Linked DNA regions of Mus musculus: regions 2, 3 and 4 are each linked to region 1. A link is a contact called in public HiChIP or PLAC-seq and promoter capture Hi-C data. All regions are on one chromosome and are shown on one strand. The core of a region is the stretch at or near the end of the contact, and the rest is flanking DNA. Distances in the headings are between cores, read along the strand shown. Region 1 holds the start of Pknox2 (Pbx/knotted 1 homeobox 2). Region 2 holds the start of Hepacam (hepatocyte cell adhesion molecule). Region 3 overlaps Pknox2 (Pbx/knotted 1 homeobox 2). Region 4 overlaps Pknox2 (Pbx/knotted 1 homeobox 2).

What was found. HiChIP or PLAC-seq counts read pairs in DNA pulled down with a chosen protein or histone mark. Capture Hi-C pulls out chosen DNA fragments and counts their contacts.
Region 2: a contact with region 1 is called in a promoter capture Hi-C map of adipose tissue. The contact joins the promoter of Hepacam here to the promoter of Pknox2 in region 1. A contact is called at or near these places in 6 of 39 promoter capture datasets (the 3T3-L1 cell line, hippocampal neurons, liver and 2 more) and 3 of 9 other capture datasets (adipose tissue, liver and pancreatic islet).
Region 3: an H3K4me3 HiChIP or PLAC-seq map of embryonic limb bud shows a contact between it and region 1, with 4 times the contacts expected there. The contact joins the enhancer-like site here to the promoter of Pknox2 in region 1. A contact is called at or near these places in 3 of 39 promoter capture datasets (HPC-7-derived erythroid cells and embryonic stem cells), 9 of 484 Hi-C or Micro-C datasets (3T3-L1-derived adipocytes, cerebral cortex, cortical neurons and 5 more), 18 of 115 datasets of contacts at active chromatin or transcription factors (VIP interneurons, craniofacial prominence, differentiating embryonic stem cells and 11 more) and 3 of 9 other capture datasets (adipose tissue, liver and pancreatic islet).
Region 4: an H3K4me3 HiChIP or PLAC-seq map of craniofacial prominence shows a contact between it and region 1, with 4 times the contacts expected there. The contact joins the enhancer-like site here to the promoter of Pknox2 in region 1. A contact is called at or near these places in 13 of 39 promoter capture datasets (the 3T3-L1 cell line, the HPC-7 cell line, cranial neural crest and 7 more), 12 of 484 Hi-C or Micro-C datasets (cranial neural crest, embryonic fibroblasts, embryonic stem cells and 8 more), 22 of 115 datasets of contacts at active chromatin or transcription factors (astrocytes, cardiomyocytes, craniofacial prominence and 13 more) and 4 of 9 other capture datasets (adipose tissue, embryonic stem cells, liver and 1 more).

The regions. Positions count from the first base shown.
Region 1 is chr9:37,146,038-37,148,622 of GRCm38.p6, reverse strand. It overlaps Pknox2 (Pbx/knotted 1 homeobox 2), which reads left to right and starts at 1,301. Exons shown (of 13, transcript NM_001029838.2): 1 at 1,301-1,382.
Region 2 is chr9:37,366,313-37,368,897 of GRCm38.p6, reverse strand. It overlaps Hepacam (hepatocyte cell adhesion molecule), which reads right to left and starts at 1,292. Exons shown (of 7, transcript NM_175189.4): 1 at 1,137-1,292. The coding sequence starts at 1,221.
Region 3 is chr9:36,932,644-36,935,228 of GRCm38.p6, reverse strand. All of the region lies in intron 6 of Pknox2 (Pbx/knotted 1 homeobox 2), which reads left to right. Among named protein-coding and RNA genes, the nearest start is that of Gm34652, 40 kb to the left of the region's middle. Within about 2 kb of position 1,283, at least 96 of the 459 cell types and tissues checked have an H3K27ac peak or open chromatin away from gene starts, as enhancers often do. A contact at or near this core is called in cerebral cortex, cortical neurons, craniofacial prominence and 4 more, where this site is marked.
Region 4 is chr9:37,012,035-37,014,619 of GRCm38.p6, reverse strand. All of the region lies in intron 2 of Pknox2 (Pbx/knotted 1 homeobox 2), which reads left to right. Among named protein-coding and RNA genes, the nearest start is that of Gm34538, 24 kb to the left of the region's middle. Within about 2 kb of position 1,284, at least 22 of the 459 cell types and tissues checked have an H3K27ac peak or open chromatin away from gene starts, as enhancers often do. A contact at or near this core is called in craniofacial prominence, where this site is marked.

The DNA of each region.
Region 1 (2,585 bases), core at 52-2,551:
GGATAAAGAGCACATCTGGAATGTGATGCAGACGTCTCTGAGCCTTTGGATCTAATGATACTTCTCATTTTTGCCGGAATCCGAGGCAGGGGAGGAATGACCCAGAGGCTTGGAATGGAGCAAAGGGTAACCTCCCTCTGCTGGGGTTAGATCCTTTTCTGGGAACCTGACTGTCTGGATTCCCTCTTAGCTTTTCCTTAACTTTCAGTGACTTTGTTTAGGCTTCAGCCAGGCTCCTTTCCTGGTGTGAGAGTCACAGGATTCATTGTCACCTGCCTGTGGCCTGAAACCGCTTCTCAAGGGGGGCAGAAGGGATTCTCTGGTCCTCTGTGTAGGAGCTGAGCCAGTCTGCATCCTGAGTGGCTGAGCCTATACTTGGCACTCAGTAGGAAAGTCATCTTTGTTGACTAAATGGAGACATGCATGGTTGCACTGGCTTGATTTGGCTTTTCATTGTAGAAGTGACTTGGGTGAGGAGCCTGTTTGGTGTATGGAACAGATTGGACCACCCCAGCAAGCCCAAGCTGAAACAGTACTCCCCTCACCTTACGGTGCCCAGCCTCCGGGACACACTGGCTGGCTAAGCAGTTTTAAGAATGAAACAGCAGTGGCTTCCAAGCACTTGCCTGACATTTGCCAAGGGATAGCTTCTGATAAGGCTCTTTCCCTTGTTATCTTGCCCCTGAACCACCCCATCAACCCTCGGATGAACCAAGCGTCAGAGGAAGCCTACAGCAGGGGGAAAAAAAAAAGCTCTTGAGACCAGGGATAACTAACCACCTGAGCACCTTTGCTGGGGCCAAGGTAATGAGAATTATTCAAATGCAATCATAAAAATGAGGCCAGCCGGGCAGGAATGGGGTGGGGGTGTGATGGAGAGAACGTTTCTTGCCAGTTTGAAGATTCCTATTTTCTTGGGGTTCTCTTGAGGTACACAGAAAATTTCACCTCCTCTCAATCTCTTCAGCACCTGGTGTCTTGGAACTCGTCACCAGTTGATCGCTAAGGAGGACACCGGGTAGGGGTGCGCCTGCATTTCTGGGGTTCACTGCATCACCTCTGTCAGGCAACCCCCAGGTCTGGGCGCCTGCTGCCTCTCTCCAGCAGCAAGCAGGCCAGAGCCTGATGTCTGAGCCGAGCCTCCAGTAGAGGGAGACACTCTAGCAGCTCCTCGCCTGGGAAGCGGCCGGGTCCAGGAGTGGGTGGGGGCTATGGGGGGGGGGGAGAAAGGGGGAGTGGGGAGAGGGGAGGTGTGCGCGCGCGGGGAGGGGGGGGGAGGGAGTCCGGGGGGCGGGTCCCTGTGCCGCTGACGTCCCGAGCAGTGCTGGGAAGTATAGGCTGTGTTGTCACGCCGGTGTCAGTCTGATGAAGATTGGCATCAGGTAAGCTGTCATTCATTTCCATGTCAGAGACGCTTTTGCAGGCGGCGGCGGCGGCGGCGGCTGCTGCTGCGGGCGGCTGCCTCAGAGCGCGTGTGTTTTATTCCAGTCCCCAAGCCAGAGTATTATTCATTGCGACAGGGCAAGGAGGAGAGAGGGAGAGAGGGAGGCAGCAGGGAGGAGAGAGAGGGAGGCAGCAGGGAGGAGGGAGGCAGGGAGCAGAGAGGGACGGCGGGAGCGTGCAGAGAGAAGCTGGGGAAGCGCCGGGAGAGCGCGGAGCGAAGCCGCGCGAGGGGAGGCGAGGCTGGGCGAGGAGGCGGCGAGAAGCGCGCGGCCCACCCGCTCCCGGACCCGGCCGGTGCGCAGCTCCGTGCCCGCCTCGCTGCCGCCGCCTCGCCCCGCTCCCCTCTGGCCCAGGGCCGGGCGTGCATTGTTTGCGGTCGCAAGCAGCTGGGCAGCGGACTCAGAGCGCAGCGGCCCTAGAGCCTGTAGCGGGCGGGCTGGAAGCCGTGCACCCGGAGCTTCCCGGGACTCGAGCCCAGGGACGAGCGCGTCGGCCGGAGTCCCTGCGCAGGCGGCTCCTGGCTAGGCGCTCGGTGGGGGCGAGGCTGGGAACTGCGGGCGGGCTTCGGTTCTCCTTTCCCGGGCTCCAGGAGCCCTGTGGCTGGAGCTTCCTAGGTGTCACCAGCCCCGAGCTGCCTTCGAGTGGTTGGAAGCGGGAGCAGCCCTAGCCTGCGGCCGGGTGGCTGGAGTCAAGCAGTGGCGGCCGCGTCCTGCCCGGCCCGGGGAGGCAGGGAGAGTAGAGGTTTACCGGAGGATCAGTGGGGACAGGGGAACATGTGTGTGTGTGTGTGTATGTATGTGTGTGTGTATGGGGGGGGGGGAGGTGTTAGTCAGAGAAACCAGAACCCGAGGGGCGACGCTCAGGGACTCTAACTAGGAGTAGGAGGAGAATTTGTAGGGTCACTGGCTCTCTACGTATTGTTGGGTCTTTTGGGCGGGGAGGGGAGGATTAGGGGTCCTTGGCGAAGAGCTAGAAGATAAATTCGTAAAAGGGGGGGAGGTGGGCACGGAAAGCGTCCCGAGAAGAAAGCCGATGGGGATGGGGCAGGGTCCTGAATGTGCCGCGCGAAGTTTCTGTTTCTTTCGGGTTAGGCTGGCTTCCAAAGCCAAGGAAGAAACGAGCGCAGTGGGCCGCGCTGTCTG
Region 2 (2,585 bases), core at 43-2,542, 220 kb before region 1:
ATGGGCTCAGAGGAATGAAATCGGCCTCCATCCTCATCTATTTTGCCTTGTTTCTCCTTCAGTGCCTCACTGAAGACCAAGAGATCTAAAAAGTAAAACTCACCCTGCCAGTTCCCAAATCAAAGATCATGCAGCGTCCCCATCGACCATTTATAGACTCAGTCTCATTTTCTGAGAAAGGTTTACAAGGCTTCTACTGAACTCAGTTCACACTTTTCCCTAAGCAATGCTGAACTTCTGGGCTCCGCCTAAACACACGATACTATTTCAAGCTCTTGACCTTTGTCCCAACAATAATCTCGCTCACGCTCCTACCTATTTTCCCCGTCTTCTGAGATTCAGTGCATACTTTCTATAAGGAAACATTCCCTGGGTCTCAACGCCCACCAGCATCCTGCCCCACCAGCCCCAGCATCCTGCCCCACCAGCCCCAGCTTCCTGGATGGAGGCAGGTGACTTTTTTTTTTTTTTCTGATTCCTGCTTTTTGTTAAAATGATCTATGTATCCGCTTGCCACATTAAGATGTGCATTTCTAGGTTCCCTGTAATTGTGTGTATGAACATATAAATATCTACAGTACTTAAAATAAGACCAGTTCTCTATAGTGTTACTAGGGGGCGCTACAAGAGGTAGGTGTCTATGGCTTGGAGTAAATTATGACTAGGACTGACTGCTATCCTAAACCAGGAGGCTCATTATCTACAAAGTTTCTTTCATCTTTCACGATGTTTGACACTCAGAGAAGCCACAGTAGAGGTTTGGGAGGTGCAAAACCAAGATTTCCCCTCCCCCTTCTCCCACCAAGAGCTCACATAAGCCCTTAAAAAGAATGCTGGTCTGGCCCACGCCAGCAAGTCATCCCATAAGAAGTGGCATGATGCCTTTCCAGCTAATGTACTGAATGCCGTGGGCGCTCCAAAGTCATGCAGCCTTTCGGGGAGGGGGCCGGGGGCCAGGCGGGAAGCACAGGGAATGAACAGATATATTCAACATTGACTCCTGAATTCACTGAGATGCTTCCCACGGCCACTGAGCGCTCTCCCCTCCTCCAGCCCCGAAGGTATCAGGCTCTGCTCTCCCCTTCCCTCTGTCAAATGCCCCCCAGTTCTTTTCTCTAGACCCTCTGATCTCTTACCTGGCTGGATGAGAAGCAGGTAGACAAAAGGAGAGAGGCGCAGAGCCCTGGAGGCTCTTGACAGGGCTCCCCTTTCTCTCTTCATTTTGGGTGGCGTTCTCCAGCTCTGGTGCAGACAATTAGCATGATTTCTCCACTCCGGGCACGTCCCTTTGTACCACTCGGAGTTTCTCTGCCCGAGCACAACCCTGCCAACTTCCCTCTGAATACACAGAGCTCTGTGTGTTGCTGGCCTTGTTCTCTCCTCTCGCTTTGCTCAGACCTAGCATTTTCTACTTTCCAAGCCCTTCGCCCCTTAGTTTGGACAGGAGTATCTGTTTAGATGTTAATAGCAGGTTCCATCCTATGGGGCTCAGGTGGTCCAGTGGTTCTTGGCTTGTCTTTCAATAAAGTCCCACTCCCAAGGCAGAGGCAGATCTGGGCTCATAAATGTGTTCCAATTTAGAAGGCTCCACCTCACATTCCTCCTTCTGTTTCAGGACGGACTTCTAATAAGAGAGAAAAGGTGGCCGGGTGGGTATGGGAGGGGGTGTTTTTTGGATATCTCGAGAAATGAGAGACGTCAAAGAATTACTGAAGAAGTGGTGTTTTAGCCCACAAGAAGAAAATTGGAAAAGGGTTTGATTTCGGTTACTTTCATGCCTGTTCTAGTTGGGATTGTCTCTTATCACAGGTTCAGATAGATGCTGGGAGTGTCTTTCCAGAGTCCACTGTCATCCCCTTCCCTGCAGTCAGTGCTCTAGGACATGTCAGAGTAAAGATGAGGTTAATGCTCCACACTCCGGCACCCTTGGGTTCTCCCATCAGTGTGATAGCCTAGCCTGCCTCCTGGCCATGCCTTCTCATAAAACGCTCGGTAACTCTGCAGTAATGGAATGGACTCAGTATCTTTGAGCCCTTGAGTTTTACCTCTGTAAAATGGCTAAAACAATGGCCTCCCCGGAGGAATTGTTGGGAGGATTGGTGAAGGTTGCTACAGAACACCCAGCAAATTCTTAGTTAGGAGAAATCATTTAAGTGAGTGTGCCGGGCTCACCCGTAGTCCCAGCACTAAGGAGGCAGAGGCAGGAAGACTGGGAGTTCAAGGCCAATCTGAGGTTCACAGTGATACCCCTGTTTCAAAAAACCGAAACAGGGGCACGCCTGTGATCTCAGCACTTGCAGGGTTGAGCCCTTGGAAAACTGCTCTGAGTTTGAGACAAGTTTGGGCTACATCATGAGTTCCAGGCTGAGCTGGGCTGCAACATGAGACCCCCATCTCAGCAGAATGAAACAGAAACCCCAAATGAATCAACAAAACACCAAAAAAGGGCATTTTATTTCTATTTTATTTTTCTTAGTTACACATGAATATACTTAATCTTAAAGTAAAAATTAGTCTATGTTGATAGACTTAAAATTTGAAAGCCACCCATCAGGCTTCCCCCCTAGTTTTAGTTCCCCCCCTTT
Region 3 (2,585 bases), core at 34-2,533, 210 kb after region 1:
AGAACTGCACTGGATGCTACCTGGAGAACCCACACTGGCCTGGAGGTTTGCGGTCTGGTGATGATTTAAAAGTGGGAGCAGGGCTCAGACGGGGAAGAAGCTCTTACTGGCTGCAAGGAATATTAGTGAAAGCTCCCAAGTCTACCTCTGCTCATCCCTGGCTCTTTCCCTCCCTAGCAGGCATCGAACCCTGGCTGCAGTCTCGAAGATTCCAGTGTGCTGGTCCTCCAGCTGGTGGAGGGCCAGGCTAACTTAGCCCTGCCCTGCTCCTCAGCTAGTTGGAATTAGGAGACTTTGCAATTTGGAAAGGAAAGTCTCAAATTTAGCCTCAGGCAGCTATGGAGCAAAGAGACAGCTCTTTCAAAAAGTCAGGATATGCTTGAGAAAGGGTAACTGCACGCGTGCACACATGTAATGAGCTTTGCGTCAGTATTTATTCTCGGTAGGACCTTGGTGACCGAACCCCTTGATGCTCAGTTTCCTCATCTATACAGCTAACTATACCCAACTCATGCGACTGGGATAAATTAACTGGATGGCTCATAGACTTGGCCCTTAAAAATGTTTTGCATCTGAAAATTCATCTCAATGTGGTATCGTGTTCTAGATCCACAGGCTTACCTCCTGGCTGTCAAAGACACACCATGGTCAGGAGCCTGAAACGTTTAGGGTAGGATAGGGAAATCCAACAGTCCCCTTTGCCATTGGTTCCTAGCCCTATGTCAAAAGGAGGAGACACAGAGGCCAAGCACAGGAGCCATCATTAGGACAAGAATCATGTCGCCAGCACAGCCGAGATGCACATAATTAGAAATTAGAAAAAGGTCAGATCCCGTTATTACCAGCTCAATCAGCTACCGAGTGCCACAGCCAGTTAATTTGGCATCTGTATTTTTTACAACCCCGCACACGTAGCCCAACGGACTGTAACTCTTTCTCCGGACAGATATACTGCGCAGCCAAGCAGGGACATAAAATGAGGGACCCCAAGCAAATGAGCTGAGATAATTGAGAGATTTATTTTTTATATATGTGTGTGTGAGGGCAGCTTTCCTTTGCCCTTGAATATTGACTTTCATAGATGAGATTGTCGGGAGGGCACTGGATTCCCCCAAATCTTTGCCCCTCTGAACACCCTCCTCCAGCCCCTCTCTGACCCTCCCCTGCTTTCTCCCACCTCTTGGGAAGCCCCGTTCTTCCTTCCCTCCCTGTAGCTCTTTGCCTGTCACACCCTCCCGTGCTCCTCACAGTCTCCCAGAGCCGCTTTTCCTGACAAGTCTCCATGGAAACAGCTGAGTCAGCTCTCCCAGTACCGCCCCAAATTTCTGAGAGAGGATCCAAGTTAGAGATTTCTGAGGGAGGGAATCCTGGAAGCTTGCTGCTCCACAGCGCCTCTACTGTGAGGAAAACGTAATTACAAAAAGGTTGGGGTTAGAAACCCAACCTTAGAAAGATGTCCACTCCCATCTCCTTTTACTCACAGCGATCCTCACGTCCATAGAAGAGAACCCTGGTCTTTGACTCCTGATTTTGTGCCTCTCCCACTGACACTCCGCCTCTCCCTGGTGACAATAAAGCCTTCACATAAGAGAATGAAACCAATATCTCCTTGGAGCCCCGACTAGGACCTTCCCCAGATCCATTTCGGGGGCAGCTTTCTATTCTCAGGTGGTTAAATCAGGAATCCCTGGTGACCCCTCTGGGATATAGTACAGTTCCTACACCATGCTTCTTTCTAACCTGGCCTCCAGATCCGACACCCTCCCTGGGCCTAGCAGCCTCTGACTGGCACTTGGTAAAGTTTGTAAAATTTGCAAGTTCCCCAAACCCCTTTGAAAGGTAAAAGCTTTTTGTTTTATAAAATCTGATTTACGGGCCCCCGGTGCAAGGCCAAGGTTTTATATATTATGCAAGATTTCAAACTAAGGCTGTAAAACGTACGGTTTCAGTTTCATGCATGGAATTTTTTTATGTGTAAATTTTTTAACATTTATGGGGCACGTTTTAATGAGACTCTGGTGTGGCTCCAGGGACAGATTATAGCTGCCTGACCGCAAAGCCAGTTCCAAAATGGGGCCTCCCAGGCCCCTGGGCCTACTCTGAAGAGGCAGGCCTGGAGGCCAGAGGCTAGGAGTGAGGAGTCACTTGAAGGAACCAGCTCAGAGCTGTAGGCCCACAGAGACCTCAGCAAGCCCTGATCTGAGAGTCACTCACCTTATCCTCCAGTCCAGGCTCTTGCCTAGAAGGGAGCTGAAAACCTCACAGACACCAGAAACAGCAAGAGAAATAAGCATATCAATGATGATGATAATTAACATTTATAGACCACTTACAGGTACCAGGTGCTATCCTAAGTTATTTGCATCTATTATCTTATTTAAAACTCACAAAGCTTAATATTAATATTAACAATATTATCCCCATTTTGCTGGAGGCACTTGCTTCAATTCTCAGACCACTTCCCCTTCTCAATTTCTCTCTCTCTCTCTCTCTCTCTCTTGCATACTGTCTGTGTGTGTGTGTGTGTGTGTGTGTGTGTGTGTGTGTGTGTGTGTGTGTGGTTTTATCTCTGGTGGCCTGGCTGC
Region 4 (2,585 bases), core at 35-2,534, 130 kb after region 1:
GATGTACAGGCCTGAGGATCTGAGTTCAATCCCTGGAGCCCTCATAAAGGTAGAAAGAGAACATTGACTCCACAAATATAGCATTCACTGGCCTCCTATAATAATAACAAAAATTATATAAATAAATAAAAATATGGCCAAGCATGGTAGCACAGGCCTTTAGTCTCAGCATTCAGGAGGTAGAGGCAGGCAAATCTCTGTGCATTCGAGGTAAGCCTGGCTCACATAGGAAGTTCCAAGAGAACCAGGACTACATTGAGAGACCCTGTTTCTGTGTGTGTATGTGTGTATATATATATATATATACATGTATATCTATACATATATACATATATATACATACACACATATATATATATGATGAAAATACAACCCTCATACTACTGAAAGATATATTGTTTGTAGGAAAGACATTCCGTTTATTCTATGTTGGCAAAGCAAATAGATAGGTGCTTATTTTCTCATCCCACTGCAAGACTGTCTCCTTCTCCATCACTCCGGTTCTCCCCTTCCCTCACATAGATGCAGGTGATTCATATAACTAAAAAGTGACCAGGACACAGTACAGGTGAATTGAATCCCAAGGGGCTTCTTTGAAAATACAGGTTGTTGCAAAAAATCTAGAACAGTCCTCTTTAGTGAGGTGAGAGCTTCAGGCGTGGTGGCCTTAAAATAGGACTACTTGGGTAGAGGCCAAGAAAAGACGATGCCCTAGACACCAGACTGTGTCCCAGGGGTCTGTCTCGCTCAGTTCTGGCCTTGAAGATTTTCCAGTCTCCTTCGCTGGAAAGCCCCTGGCTTACAGGAAGCTGGGTGTTATCTTAAGGTCTGTAATCGGCCTGCCTGCTTTTCCAGCTGGAGCTGTTCATTCAGAACAATTAACATGCAGTTTAGAGCCGGAATGGAACATATGGCAGGGGGTCCCCAGGAGCCAGCACGTGGCAGCCCAGGAAGGAGGGGAGCAGCCTAGGAGACACAGGAGGGGGTGTTTGGAAAGGCGGGCTCTAAAGCCTGTTGCCTGGCCCAGGTATACCAGGATTTCATACTGGAAGAAAGGAAATGGGGGTTGGAGTAAACTCCATATACATCCCAACACTATGTGAAAAAACCTGAAAAGTCCCATAAACCTATTTCTATGGTATTCTTCCCCAGAAAGTTCCAGGGCAAGTACTTGGGAGTTGTTTGGGGTGAGCACTGGGAAACAGAGATGCTCATTCATCCTCCATACATATATGCCCTGTACTGTATACTGACTTGGGTATTAGCAATCAATCTGTGAAAGAAACTCAAGGTCTTTGTTCCCCACGGAGCTGTCATCCCAGTGTGGGTGGGGCATCACTTAGTCAACATAATATGTAAACTGCTGAGAGTGTTGGAGAGCCTGTTAGCCTTGAGACAGAGTTAAGGATCTGAAAGCTTTGAACCAAAATGTTTCCAGATTTTAGTTCACTTTACTTATTTATTATTTTTTTAATTCTAGTATTTGCATGTGCAAAGAGGTAGAGATGAAGCTCAAATATAAACATGATTCCCTGTGTGCTGCATACGATTGTATGTACTGGTGTGTGTGTGTGTGTGTGTGTGTGTGTGCACCTGTATAGATGTGCATGGGCAGAAGTCCATGTCAGGTGTCTCTATTGCTTTCTACCTTACTTTTTGAGAAAGAGTCTCACACTCACCCTTGAGCTCACGGGTTTGGCAAGGCTGGCTGCTCAGTGAGCTCTAGGACATTTTCTGGCTCCACCTTCCCAGTGCTGGGGCTGCAGAGATGGACACTTAACTTTTTAAAAGGGTGCTGGGGATCCAAATCAGGTCCTCATGCTTGTTTGGCAAGTATTTTACAGCTGGGCCCAGCTCCCCTTAGACATGAAATTCCTTCATGTTTCATGTGCACCTTATGCACATACCCTGGATGTAATGTCATATAGTATCTATAGTGTACAAGCATTTCTACTACAACCTGTGACATGACAGGTATGGGGTTTCCCAATTCTAGTATCATACGCATCCTCCAAAATGGCTCTGATTTTAGAGCACTGTTGATTTTGGATTTTTGCATAGAGAATAAATCAACGGTACCTGGCTGTATTTAATTTATATTCAATGATGTGATAATTCAGCTTTTAAAAAATCATGGTCAGGTTTTCTAAGCTAGCAATTGGGAGAGTCTGGATCCTAAGCTTCTGGCTACTCTCATCTTGCTTTGACGATGGCTAGAATGCCTACACAAACGAGGTGTTTGCTTGGGTTTTCCAGCGTGCCCATAGGAGTGTTCTCAGAAAAAGCCAGGCCTTGCCAACTCTGCACTCTTTGCCTCTCAGAGAACACAGGCTCTCCATACCTTCCACGTGCCCCAGCTCAGAAGCCATCATGATCTGACAGTGCCTGCTCATGGAGCGCCCGCTGGGCCCTCTGGGGAGGAGGTGCAGAATAGCACTGCCACCCACCCCTAGCCCATCCCTACTCTGCTCGGACGGTAAGCAGGTGTCATGCAGGCAGGGTCTGGAAGCAGACAGCAACACTCTGGCTTGGAAGACAAATGGCACTAACAACGCTGAGAGTGACGGCAGGGGTGGGGGAAAGAG